Linked DNA regions of Muntiacus reevesi: all the other regions are linked to region 3. The links are chromatin contacts, called in public Hi-C maps. All regions are on one chromosome and are shown on one strand. Each heading gives the region's core, a stretch centred on a gene start, on an enhancer-like site or on the middle of the called end of the contact. The rest is flanking DNA. Distances are from core to core; before and after follow the strand shown.

Region 1 (4,911 bases), core at 443-2,942, 710 kb after region 3:
TCATGGAGCAGAAAAGCTAAGTAGCAGAAATTCGGTCTAGTTCTGGGTCCCTCCCTCTTTTAAAAGAAGACGCGGGGTTGCGGGGGGAGGGGGGGGCGGTTAATATGTGTGTGTTAGTTGCTCAGTCGTGTCACTCTTTGCGACCCTGTGGACTGTAGCCCACCAGGGTCCTCTATCCATGGAATTCTCCAGGCAAGAACACTGAAGTGGGTTGCCATTCCCTTCTCTAAAAGACGACATTCTACCTCTAAAATTAGTAAAATTAGAGGGACTAATACAGTTAGTATTAGTAGTCTAAAGAAGACAAGAGGTTACAGTTAAGTTTTAACATATTTTCTATTCTCTGTCAACACTGTCTGAAGGCTTAATTGACAGGGTTTTTGAGGGAGAAGTAGTTCATATACTACCCCCATTTCAGAAATACTTTTAAGGTATAAAGTATTGCCTACTACAAACATACCATAGAGGAAACTAGTGCAGGTCTTCCTCCTTCTCCTCTAAACTTTGTAACTCATGGCAGAGAATCTGCCTCTCTGGGCCTAGATCCCCCTTGCTATCCCAAATACATAAAACTAACTTTAACGGTTTTCTTTGATAAGGCAACTTTCCTAAGCCCTAAAACAACAGCAGTGCTTCCACTGTCGTCATCTGGTTGTGTGCTGTAATGGGGTTGATTGAGGAACAGTTTCCTAAGTTAAAAAAGGGTAAAAATACGAACTCAAGAAAGGAAGAACAGAAGGGAAGGTGTAGTAAGCAGTTAAGGGAGGGAGTGGGGCGGCAGGCGCTGCCGTCTTACTTGGAATTCCGCGCAGATAGAAGAGAAACTGAGGAGGTGGGGGTCCGGTCGCTAAAACCTGTTAGCAACATTTTCTGGGATTTTCTTATCTGCGTCTCAAGACTCGCGCTTCAGAAGAATCTGAGACCCTAAGGACACTAACTGCCCGATCCGTCAGGACGTGCCACCACCTTTCTTCTGGGGTCCCGGGCCAGCGCTGGCCCTTTGAGACCACTGTCCGCCGTCAGCCCTCGCCCGGGCCTTTCATACACCGGGCAACCGGCAGCAGGGACAACCAGGGCCTCTCGACCCCAAGGCCGGAGAACCGCGTTCCGCTCCTCGGCGGCTGCCTCCCCGGTTTCTCTTCCGGTAGACAACCCCTGAACACACCCCCATTTCGCCGCTAAACCAGAACCGAGTCATTCCCCAAGAGCTGAACCCACCGCTCGCGGAGCAGAAATCCAAGCCGGACTAAGGGTCTTACCTTTAACAGATTAGACGTCGCCATGTTCCTTCAACTTAGACTCTCGCGAGACCGCGCGAGATTTCGTGGCGCTCGGTGCCAGGCCACTACTGCAGGCCCGAGTTTCCCACCTGGGCCGAGGGGCCCCCGGGCGGGCACTGTGGATGTGGTGGGCGCCGGCGTGCACACAGCGCTGACCTCGTCCCTCACTCCCGGAGCTTCCTCGCTCTTCCCTCCCTACATGGTCACCGGGGCCTCTCCTTACTAGAGAGCTCATGCAAACACTCAGGGAGACGGCAGCGGCGAAAGGTGAGAGGGAACAGGAGCCGACCTGAAATCGGAAGAGGAAGCATCGGCTCCACGAGCCTCCCCACTCCTTCAGATGAGCCTCTGTGGTGGCACCCGCAGAGACCACTGGCAACGAATTTAGCTCGGTTTGGGACCGGCCGCTCTGGTTCGGCGGCCGCGTCACGTGACGCGGCGGGCGGGGCCGCGCTCGGGAGCGAGCGTGGGAGCCTGAAAGCTTCGTGGGCCGAGATCCCGCCGCGAGGGCGGGGGCACGCCCTCTGCTGGCAGGAGTATATGTCTTCCTCCCTCCGCCGCCGTGTGCTGGGGGGAGGTTACGGAAAAGACATTATCCGGAATGAAATGCTTGTAATAACTGTCTTCAAGACCTGGCGCATTAAGGGACCCAAGAAATATTTGTTTGCATGAATCAATGAATCCATGCACGAACGTGTTAACTATTAATATTTCTACTCAAGATGGCCTGGCACTGAAATAACCTGTAAGAGCTTGATCAGGTATAACAGAACATCCTATACCCTAAGACCCCTAAGCGTTATCCCTTCAGACCTCAAACCACTGGCCAAATAAAGGGAATATAATTTATATGTAGAACCTACAATATACCTAGTATTGTATTCTACACGTTTCCGAACTGTTCATTCATACATAATATGTGAGAAGTTAGAGCTATAGAGCAAAATAAAGCAGAGAAGAGGGATGCAGTTTGCGGTTTTAAACAGAGGGATCCAAGTAGGTCTCACTGAGAAGATGGCATTTGAGCGAAAAGACTTGAAAGCGGTGAGGGAGAATGCCAGGACATATTTGGGAGGAGCGCATTCCCTATAGGGGGGAGCACAGGTGGCACGTTGCCCAGAGTTTCAGAGGGACAGTTAGAAGGTTAGTGTGTTTAGAGCGGAGAGAGAGTAAGAAGAATAGAAGGCCTTATTGGGCCTTGTACACCACAGCCAAGACTGGCTCTTATTCTCAGTGAGATGGGCAATCATTGCAGGTTTTTGAACAGAGGAGTGGTATGATCAGACTCCCGTTTAAACGTGATTGGTCTGACTACTCTAGTGAATCCAATGAGAAGAGTAATTTAGAAAGCTTTTGTATTATCTTGTTAGATCGACACAATCATGCCACCTAGATGGCCTACATTTTACAGTGATTTATTAGTGATCTAGGCATGATTAAACAATGACTACATGGTAGAACAAGGATTCAGAGCCACTAGGCCTGTAATGTCCTGTCAACATGGAGATGACTCAGAGGTCATCTTTGTTCTACAGGTGAGAAAATGGAAACTTCTTTCTGGTCAGGGTCACAACTGGGTCAGACGAAAAGTCTGGTCCAGAATAAACTTTGTATAATTATGGATCCCTTTCCCAGTGACCCTGGGTTGTCTTCAACCCTAGTTCAACTCTACTGCTTTATTTGCAAAGTGTAAGTTGATTAATTTATAACTATGTACCATTAAAAAGTTAGGCAACATACTGTAATAGAGCAGTTGAATATGTTCATAAATTAATGACCCTTCTTAAAGAATTCATTATTAAGTAGTTAAGTATCTAATGCCTGTTCAAGTGTCTTGTTATGTACTAAGCACTGGAAATCTAGGATTAATGAGACAGATAAGACCTCTGTCCTCTTGGAGCTTATAGTCTAATAAGGGAGCTAGATATTAAGCATAGTTACATGAATCAAATGTTGCTGAAATGGAGTTGTGATAAATACCGCAAAGGTAAAATACAATGTGTTGTTCCGAGCATGTGGTTTGGAAGGGACTACTATCCTGTACTATTCCTATGATCACACTCTGAATCTTGTGACTACTTCTGAATTTTCAGTTTCATATATCCCACTGCCTAACAAGACATTCCTTTCTCCAAACTTGCTTGCTCTGGCATCTCCACTGTTACAGTCTGACCTGAAATGAGTTCTTCATTCCATTGACCCCGCTACCTCCTTGTTCTCTATCATTCCCTCCTTTTTCACTTTCTTCCTCACCCAATTTAGCTTCTGTAAACCATCATTATTAAAATATTTAAATATTTTATTTATTTAAATATAGAGAACACAATCACATAACATAAAATTCAGAAGGTACTAAAAGGATTACAGTTAAAAGTAAGCCTCCTTCCCTTTCCTAGCATAATGTTCTATATTGTGGTAGGTATTTGGTTTACTCAGGTGTATTGTTATTGTGTTGTTGTTTAAGCAGTAAGCCATGTTCGACTCTTTGTGACCCCATGGTCTGTAGCCTATTAGGCTCCTCTGTCCATGGGATTTCCCAGGCAAGAATACTGGAGTGGATTGCCACTTTCTCCTCCAGGGGATCTTCCCAACCCAGGAATCAAACCCATGTTTCCTGCTTGGCAGGCAGATTTTTACCACTGTTAATTTGTCAAAACCCAGTCAGTGTACCATTAAAATTTTTGCATCTCATTCAAAAGAAAAAGCAGAAACAGCATTTGAGTTTAGTTAATGATATTCAGGCTGAAGAATTTAGGAATAACTGAAGTTATGTTTACCATTTGCTTTGAAATGTATCAAAAAATAAGATGGATTGATGGTTGCATAGAAAAGTTGACAAAGCAATTATAGTAAAAAATGTTAATGGCAGAATCTGGGATGGATTAACTAGTGTCCTCTATGTAAAATCTTTCAGTTTGTCTATAATGTTTAACATTTTTCATAATTAAATGTTGTGGGACATTTTTTTAATAGACTTCCTTTCCTCCACAGTCCGTTAGGCAACTGTTGTCCCTTACTCAGAAATAATAATTATAAATTTCTTGTGAATCCTCAGGACATTTGCTGCATATATAAACATTCATATATGTATTTATTTTCTCTTCCCACAAACAATGGCATACCAGTTATACACTTAACATCTTTTTTCCCACTCAGCTATATGATATAAATCTGAAAAATATATTTGTGTTTATTTTTTTCACACTTCCTTATAGAAATCCAAGCAAGACTGGCAGACCATAAAGCACCTGTTACTACCAGAAAGTTTGGGATTGTTACTCCCAAAATAGGCTCTTGAAGTCCATTTTTAGCACAACAATAAATTCAAAGTTTTTCATTTGTAAGAAGAAAAAGCAAAGCTTTGTACATATAAAGGTGGTGTATGAAGTTTAATCAACAAACTATTAGTTAAGGACTTCCCTGGTGGTTCAGTGGTGAGTTCACCTTCCCGTGCAGACAACGTGGGTTCAATCCCTAGTTGGGGAACTAAGATTGCACATGCTGCCTGGTAACTAAGCCCTCATGCTGCAACTACTGAGTATACTTGCTTTGGAGGTCATGAGCCACAACTAGAGAGAAGCTCGCATGCCACAAAGAAGATCCTGCATGCCTCAACTAGGATCCAACACAA
Region 2 (4,341 bases), core at 1,301-3,800, 560 kb after region 3:
CCGATTCCACTCCTGGGCATATATCTGGAGAAAAACATGATCCAAAAGGATACACGTACTCCAATGTTCACTGAAGCACTGTTTACAACAGTAAAGACATGGAAGAAAACTAAATGTCTGTCAATAAAGGAATGAATAAAGATGATGTGGTACACATATACATATATGTGGTACATATATCACTGTACATATGTACAATGTACATTGTGGTACAATGGAATATTACTCAGCCATTAAAAAGAATGAAATAATGCCATTTGCAGCAACATGGATAGACCTAAAAGTAAGTCAGACAGAGGCGGAGAAATATCATATGACATCCCTTATACATGGAATCCAAAAATAAACTATACAAATGAACTTACTTACAAAACAGAAAGAGACTCAAGAGACTTAGCAAATGAACTTACAGTTGCAGAGGGGAGGGTGGGAGAAGATAGATAGGGACTTTGGGAAGGTCATGTACATGCTGCTGTATTTAAAATGGATAACCAACAAAGACATATTTTGTAGTACATGAAACTCTGCTCAACGTTATGTGCCAGCCTGGATAGAGTGGGCTTTGGGGGAGAATGGATACACCTATATGCAATGTTGAGTTCCTTTGCTCTTCACCTGAAACTACCACAACATTGTTAACTGGCTATACCTCAATACAAAATAAAAGGCTTAAAGTTACAAAAAAAAGAAAAGAAAATTAACTTGTTTCAAAACAGCAAGACAGGAGTTTAAAGGAGGGAATAATCAACAGTGTCAAGAATACTTGAGTAGGTTGCCATTTCCTTCTCCAGGGGATCTTCCTGACCCAGGGATTCAACACATCTCCTGCACTGCAGGCAGATTCTTTATGGACTGAACTACCAGGGAAGCCCCATCAACATCATCAAACACAGCATAAAGAAAGGTCAAGAAGAAGAAACACAGGAAATGAAAAGGACTGGTAGCCTTCAGTTGAGTAGAATAGAAATCTAACTGCAGAGGTTTCAAGAGAAATGGATGTAAACAAGGGTGACAAGGACTACTCTTTTGACCATATGAAAAAAGCAACTCCAGTTGAAAAGCAAAAAGCTCTGATTAAGGCCATAAGTTTGTTGCTGATTAAGGGAGACCTGTGTGTTTCTGAAGGCAAACGAGAAAAAGCCAGTTTAATAGGCTAGAGATTACGTTTCATTCCACAAAGGGGCACGGAACACTGAAAATCCTGTTAAAACAAACTGTATCTCCATGCTTCAGTAAATGACCACTTAATTTAAGTAACAAACGAACACCACAAATCACACGCTATATAATCTACAGCTTCATTTTTCTCATCAGCAACATTTGTGTTTGATTTTGAGCTGTTAATTAAACTAAATTAAGAGGGTTCTGCACTTCGTTATGTTTTGTTTTTTACAAACTTAAGTATCTAGTTTTCACCTAATTACCTAGTAAACTCTGGTTTGAAATTCAGGATGTCCTGGTCACATTTTTGTGATTTACCACAAACTAAAAAATACACGAAGAACTCATGATTCCTGGAAAACCACTCCTCCTGACTTTTATTATCTCAGTCCCCCAGGATTAATTTTAGACTTTTCCTTTTCCCTTGGTTCTCCATCCTCACTCTGCATTTGACAAGTTCTACATTTATTCCTTCACAATCTCTTGCATAATGCAAGATATTTCCCCCCGACTTCAACCGTCCTAGACCTCTAATTATGACAATAACAAAAATATAAACGGTCCTCAATGACTTAAGTCAAATTTAAACTCTTAACAATAGAACTAGATTTCAAATTTTATTGCTCCACCCAAACTAGAAAAGTCACGCCTCACCACCACACCCTGAAACTCTCGACCTTGGCTTTTGCCAGACCCTAAAGCTGTTGTGCAAGCTAGCTCGCTCTGATGGATGGAAAATAGTAGATTCTTCCAAGGCTGTCGCTCCTGTGTTCACAACACAAACAAGGCTCTGGATGCCCTTGGTACGTAAGCGCCACGCATCAAGAAACCGAGGAGCCACTTATTTTCCCTAATAGGTCTGAAGTTGCTCCGAGTTGGCACATCGATTTATCATCACTCTGTAAGCCCAAAATGATTACCTACGGCATGAAATTAAAACCTCCTGACTGTAACGTTCACAAATGTGTTTCGAAGAAAAGCTGGGAAGCAGTTTTACAGGACTTCCCTACCCGTGGGGCAAGGTCGAAACCAGGCCCCGGGCCTTTCTGCGCGTCAAAACACCTGCCCGCTTTGACACTAGAAAGCGGCGGCTATACGCCGACAGGGCCGCGGCGACCGGAAACGCTGCGTAGGAGCCTGCGTGTCTGGGCGCGGGGCGGGGGTCTTCCCAAGGCCCGCACTGAGGGCTCCTTCCGGCCGCGCGGCCGCGGCCAAGGCCTCGCGAGGCGAGTCCCAAACCCTCTCACCTGTACCCGCCTCTGAAGCAGGGGGCCGCGCCCGCGCGCGCCGCGCCGCAGAAGGGCCGCTAACACAGGCATGATCTCCGACTTCTCTCTCTGGCTTAGAAGTGCGGGGCGGCGCGGCGCGGCGCGGCGCGGCGCGGCGGGGCCCCGACTCAGCTCCTCCCACCGCGCCGCCTCTTCCAATAGCAGCCTCGGACCGCGACGGCCGGCGGCCATTGGCCGGCAGCGGAGGAGGGGTCGGGCGGGGCCTGGCGCCGGAGCCGCCAAGCGGCCCTCGGCCGGAGAAGCTAGTGCAGAAGCCTCGTGAAGTGGCGCTGGCTCGCTTCCCCGCCACTCTGACTATCTGAGGCCAGTGGTTGATGTGTAACCTGGGCCTGGTTTTCTCACTTATACACGCAAAGCTCAAAGGAAATTTATGAAAATATTTTTAAGCAATCCAGTTTAGCTTTTCACTTATAATTTTTCAATTGCTTCTTAGTAGGAGGACGAAGAGGAATAGAAAACATGAATGACTAACTTTGAACAATTAGCAAGATTATATTAACCTTCATGAAAACTCCATAAACTACATGTTATTATCTACTCTTTAACTAATGGGATAGCTGAGATACAAAGAAGTTAATTTTTTTTGTCCATGATTGCGTGGAAAGTGGTAGAACTGGCGTCTGGACTGGAATCATTACGTGATGTTGCTTTCTTATACATATTTCCGGAGAATGATAATAGTGTTAACTATGATTATTCTGACATTTGGGGAACCCATTGCTTAATTTTGGATCTTCAGCTGGAGAAAGCAAAACTTTGTAACATTATTTTTCTTTATTAAATTTTTTTTCTATTTCTTTTGTTTTGTTGTTGTTGTTGTTGTCTGGGGTTTTTTCGGGGCGGGGGTCTGTGTGGTCTGTGCCTCTTGTGGGATCTTTGTTCACCAACCAGGAATTGAAGCCAGTCAGACCTTTCGTAGTGAAAGTGCAGAGTCCTAACCATTGGCAGACCAATGAATTCTCTATTATTTATTTTACACAGAAGACAGGAGTGACAAGAGGACTTTACTTACCCCAAGGCAAACCCATATTTTTCCTAAAGTAAAATCCCCACCCTTAACTATGTTTTGTAACAAGTGGGAGATTGTAGTTTTCAAAGTTGGTCACATTTAAAGATAAGGTTGACCTGCACCGGGCAGGGCTGCAAGCCTTTTGATTGCTCAGCCTCAAGATGCAAGGAACACAGAGTTAGCAAGAGACATCAATGGTTTATTGGATAGGGGATCTTACACCAGAAGCAAGAGGGTTCTACAGAGACATACTCTAATGGGTGGCAGATGGCAGGCTGGCCGTGGCATGAGTCTTCCCTGTCAGAAGAGGGAATTGTTACAGAGGAAATTGATATCAGGATGGCTCATTGGTTACCAGGGAAACCAGCAGAGGAGCACAACCCTCACTGCCCCTTTGATAAACCATCTTTGTGAAGTTGTTCTGATTTTAAGATCACAACAGTCAGTAGCTGGGGTGGGGGCAACTCTGTAGGCCTTTACTGATCAGGTTCTATGATTAAGAGGCAAGATCAGTCAGGTGAGTAGGATGTAGCTGAAGCAGGGTCTGATTGTGAAGGGGATGTACAGCCAGCAAGACAGCAGCCATCTTGGGTAGCTTAATCATACAATTAGCTCACCCTACAAGTTCTGCTTTCAATGTGACTTATGCTCACTCCTCCAAGTAGAGGTGGGGTCTGTGTTCTCTCCTTCCAGGCTAGGTCTAGACAGAAATATGGATAAAGAAGTTTGTCTAATGATTCCAGTTCTCAGACTCCAAGCCTCCCAGCTGAGACCCTAGACATCATGGAGAAGAGACCAGCCATCCCTTCCTGTGCCCTGTCTGAACTCATGATCCACGGGAACAAAGATAGAAAATAAATGGCTATTGTTTTAAGCCAGTAC
Region 3 (4,423 bases), core at 646-3,145:
TATATATATATATATACACAAGCCCAAAACAAACTCTAAGCTTTATCTAACCTTACTTTTGATCTAAGGGTTATTTAAAGAAAAGCTATACCAGTATGACACATGATGACTTTAATTCCAGATATGTCCCATATTTTAAATCCCTGATTACACTGCACTAAAAAGAAGCAATCACTGAAAGGCTGAGTGAGGTGGGTGAAGGTCAACAGACATAGAATTTATGGGGAAGGAAAAGAAAGGGTAGTGGCAGCCCCAAGGAGCCTGAGCAGGTAAGAGAAGTCAAGAAGTCAAAATGATAACTACAGGGATGCTCATCTGGGAACATCAACTACATTGGAGGATGGTGAAGTATCAGAAACAGACCAGGAATCCAGCTTTTCTACGGCAATTCTCGGATGGGGACATGAAACAAGTTGTTGTCCTTCAGTTGAGAAAATGAAATAAGTGTAGGAAGGATGGGCGACATTCAGAGACACAATTCTAGCATAATGGTTAAAAGCAAAGGCTTTGGAATCAGAGAAACATGAGTCTGGGTTCCAATGCCACACCACTTACTACATGTGAGAGCTAAAGACAAGTTTCTTATTCTCCTGGATCCTCAAGGTTCTCATCTGTAAAAGGGAAATAAGACCCAATACCTCAGATCAAGTCAAATAATTAATGTAAACCACATGGTGAGTGGCTTACAATGTGTCATTATATACCATTAGGTTGTATTATTTTTATGAACATTGCAAAACCACTGCAGATGGTGACTGCAGTCATGAAATTAAAAGACGCTTACTCCTTGGAAGGAAAGTCATGACCACCCTAGACAGTATGTTAAAAAGCAGAGACATTACTTTACCAACAAAGGTCCGTCCAGTCAAAGCTATGGTTTTTCCAGTAGTCATGTATGGATGTGAGAGTTGGACTATAAAGAAAGTTGAGCACGAAGAATTGATGCTTTTGAACTGTGGGGTTGGAGAAGATTCTTCAGAGTCCCTTGGACTGCGAGGAGACCCAACCAGTCCATCCTAAAGGAAATCAATCCTGAATATTCATTGGAAGGACTGATGTTGAAGCTGAAACTCCAATACTTTGGCCACCTGATGCGAAGAACTGACTCATCTGAAAAGACCCTGATGCTGGGAAAGACTGAAGGCAGGAAGAGAAGGGGACGACAGAGCATGAGATGGTTGGATGGCATCACCGACTCAACGGCCATGAGTTTGAATAAACTCTGGGAGTTGGTGATGGACAGGGAGGCCTAGCGTGCTGCAGTAGTCCCTGGGGTCGCAAAGAGTCGGACACGACTGAGTGACTGAACTGAACTGATTACTATTACAGCAATTAATCTCCCTATGTTTAAGCACTACTACATTTTCCCCATTTCATAAAACCGCTGTAGTGAGCCAGAGGGCGGCCTGGTCGGTCAGGAGGCCTGGGCTTGGCACCCAGAAGACCACCTGTGGCCTCAACAGGGTCCCCGGGGGCACCTCTCATCCCACCCCCTTCTCCTGCTCCCCAGGCAAGGTCCCAGTGCCCGGTCGGCCCGCTCGCCCGTGCGGCCCAGTGCGGCAGGGACACGCGGCCCCGCGCCCCCTCCCCGGCGCCGGCCTTACCTTCTCGTAATTCTCCATGAGGCGGCTGATAACCTCGCGCTCGACCTGCCACTCGGGTTTCTTCTGCTGTTTCCTCATCTGCTTCTTTTGGCTCTGCTTGTGGCTGTGTTTCTTCTTCCAACGATTGAAGCTCCGCACCGGGTCGGGCCGGGCTCCCGTAGCCCGAGGGTCCGCTGTTTTTCCCATCGCGGCGGCGGTGGCGACAACCCACACCTCGGTGAGACTCGAGACCCCTCTGGCCAAGCGCGGAGATAACGCACTGAGAGGACGCGGAACCAGCGTGGGGAGAGAGGACGACTACGCAGGCGCGAAACCAGGAGCCCGCCCCCGGGCTTTTAAAACCGGGGCACGCGCGGTCCACGACCAGGGAAAACTGGATGGTGATTGGCGACTTGGAATTCGCGGGGCGGAGCGAATCAGTCTCGGGTGGAAGTGGAGGCGGGGCAATCTGAGGAAGAGGGCGGGGCTGAGTGGCTCCTAAAGCACGCCGTCGCTTTAAATAGGCGCACGAGCCCAGCTTGCTGTTACTATGGTGACGTCATATAACTTAACATTTAAAAGCCTGTTACTTTGCCCTGTCTTTTCCTTGGCAAACCGCAGGCTGACACGCACCGCCCAACCCCCAGTATACACACACACAAAATCGGTGAATTAGAATTGTGATCCTCGTTTTGCACGTTTCAGCCCAAGGAGTGGAATGATTTGCTGTTGTGTTAATTATTGTTGTTTTTAAATATTTTACCCTCTAAGTACAGAGTCAATGGGGATTCCCAGATGGCTCAGTGGTAAAGAATAAACCTAGGAGATGCAAGTTCATTCCCTGGGTCGGAAAGGTCCCCTGGAGTAGAAAAGGCAGCCCACTCCAGAATTCTTGCCTGAAAAATCCCATAGGCAGAGGAGCTTGGCGGGCTACAGTCCCTGGGGTCGCAGAGTCCGACACGACTGAACGAGCGAGCACGCACATTGTCTTTATTCCATAGCACTAATAGTTGCATGTATGCCTTTGAAATCCAACTTCAATTTTGAATGTTTAACATTTTGCTGACATACATTTTCATTCTCTTTATCATTTCTTGAAACGTGATAAATACCAATCTTTGCACCCGTTTGCATTTTTTTCATTCATTGATAGTTTTTAATAAGAACAAATTCCTTCAAGATACAATAAACAGAATCTAGTAAGTTTTCACTGTTTTAGGAAGTTTCTATTTTTAAAAAAGTTTCCAAAACTTCCATCTGTGCTGCTTTTTGTTTTTATTCTTTAATATGTATTTATTTGGCTGTGTTGGGTCTTCATTGCAATAAAAAGCTTAAGAGCTTTGTATTCTATCTCAAATGTGTAAAAGTTTGAGAGAATATATACCCCAAATAACTGCTAAATTTCAACATTGACTGTTTTTGCCTAATGACATTTTATGAGAACAAGGAAACATATACTGTTACATAATCATCTAATTGCTAAATTATTGTTATAAAATATGTACTTTGGGGATCTTATTTTGACTGCAGAATCAGAGGATTTCCCCCCTCCTTTTTTTAAACAAATCTGAGGTTTAACAAATAACAAATGTTGGCAAGAATGTAAGAAAAAGGGAACCCTCATACAGTGTTGATGGGAATGTAAATTGGTGCAGCTGGGAAACATTATGGAAGTTTCTCTAAAAACTAAAAATGGAACTATCATAGGACCCAGCAATTCCACTTCTGGGTATGTATCTGGAAAAAAGAAAAAACATTAGTTCAAAAAGATACATGCACCCCAATGTTCATAGCAGCATCATTCACAGTTGTCAAGATATGGCAGCAACCTAAATATCTGTCAAGAGATGAGTGAATAAACAAGTGGTAGTGTACATATATACATATACATATATATACATACACACATATGTGTATATGATGGAATATACATATACAATGTATATCCCATCCATATCCAATGGAATATTACTCACCCATAAAGAAAGAATGAAATTTTGCCATTTGCAGCAACATGGATGGACTTGGAGCACATTAAGCCAAGTGAAATAATCAGAGAGAGAAAGACAACTATTGTATGACATAACTTATATGTGGACTCTAAAAAGCACAACAAACTAGTGAATAAAACAAAAAAGAAGGAGGCTCACAGATATAGAGAACAAACCAGTGGTTACCAGTTGGGAGAAGGAATTGAGGAGGGGCAAAATAGGGGTAGGTGATTAAGAGGTACCAACCATTTAGGCTTAAAATAAGCCACAAGTACAATATAGGAAATATAGCCAATATTCTATAATAACTATAAATGGAGTATAACCTTTAAAATTGTGACTTGTTATATTGTACACCTTTAATTTATATAATATTGTACATCAATGATACTTCAATTTTAAAAACTTGATAGTTTTACTAAAATATGTTTCAGAGTTAACTGCTACCAGTTGATTTTTTTCCAGGCACAGAGTCTCTTTAATAGTAGTTCTTTGTTTAAGTTTTTCTACTGTCTATAATATAACTGCTTCTTTACATTGTTACTGAAATTAAATATTGTTTAATTTCAAGAGAGTCCCACAACAGCTGAATAACTTGGTCTAGGAATCTAAAAGATGATTCCATCTAAGTCCTCTTATCATGTAAAAATAGCAAACAATTTATGGTAAATCAATTCAATTATATGTCAACTTTTTACTAAAAAGGAAATCAACAAAGCATATGTTTATTCAGAAAAAGAAATCCCTCTGTTTCTTTGTGTCTTATCAACATCATCAGTCTGAAGTCATTCTAAGGACACAATACGTCTTTGGAATTTCAGAAATTGCATCTTAAGTTGGTTCCATCTT

The links. A called contact is a pair of places that touch in the nucleus more often than the background predicts.
Region 1: a Hi-C map of blood shows a contact between it and region 3, with 7 times the contacts expected there. The contact joins the promoter of CUL5 here to the promoter of DDX10 in region 3. A contact is called at or near these places in 2 of 3 Hi-C or Micro-C datasets (blood and muscle).
Region 2: a Hi-C map of muscle shows a contact between it and region 3, with 4 times the contacts expected there. The contact joins the promoter of ACAT1 here to the promoter of DDX10 in region 3. A contact is called at or near these places in 2 of 3 Hi-C or Micro-C datasets (blood and muscle).

What each region holds. Positions count from the first base shown.
Region 1 is chr9:73,666,728-73,671,638 of mMunRee1.1, forward strand. It overlaps CUL5 (cullin 5), which reads right to left and starts at 1,693. Exons shown (of 19, transcript XM_065943898.1): 1 at 1,260-1,693. The coding sequence starts at 1,283.
Region 2 is chr9:73,520,758-73,525,098 of mMunRee1.1, forward strand. It overlaps ACAT1 (acetyl-CoA acetyltransferase 1), which reads right to left and starts at 2,551. Exons shown (of 12, transcript XM_065944270.1): 1 at 2,409-2,551. The coding sequence starts at 2,480.
Region 3 is chr9:72,956,934-72,961,356 of mMunRee1.1, forward strand. It overlaps DDX10 (DEAD-box helicase 10), which reads right to left and starts at 1,896. Exons shown (of 18, transcript XM_065946144.1): 1 at 1,605-1,896. The coding sequence starts at 1,790.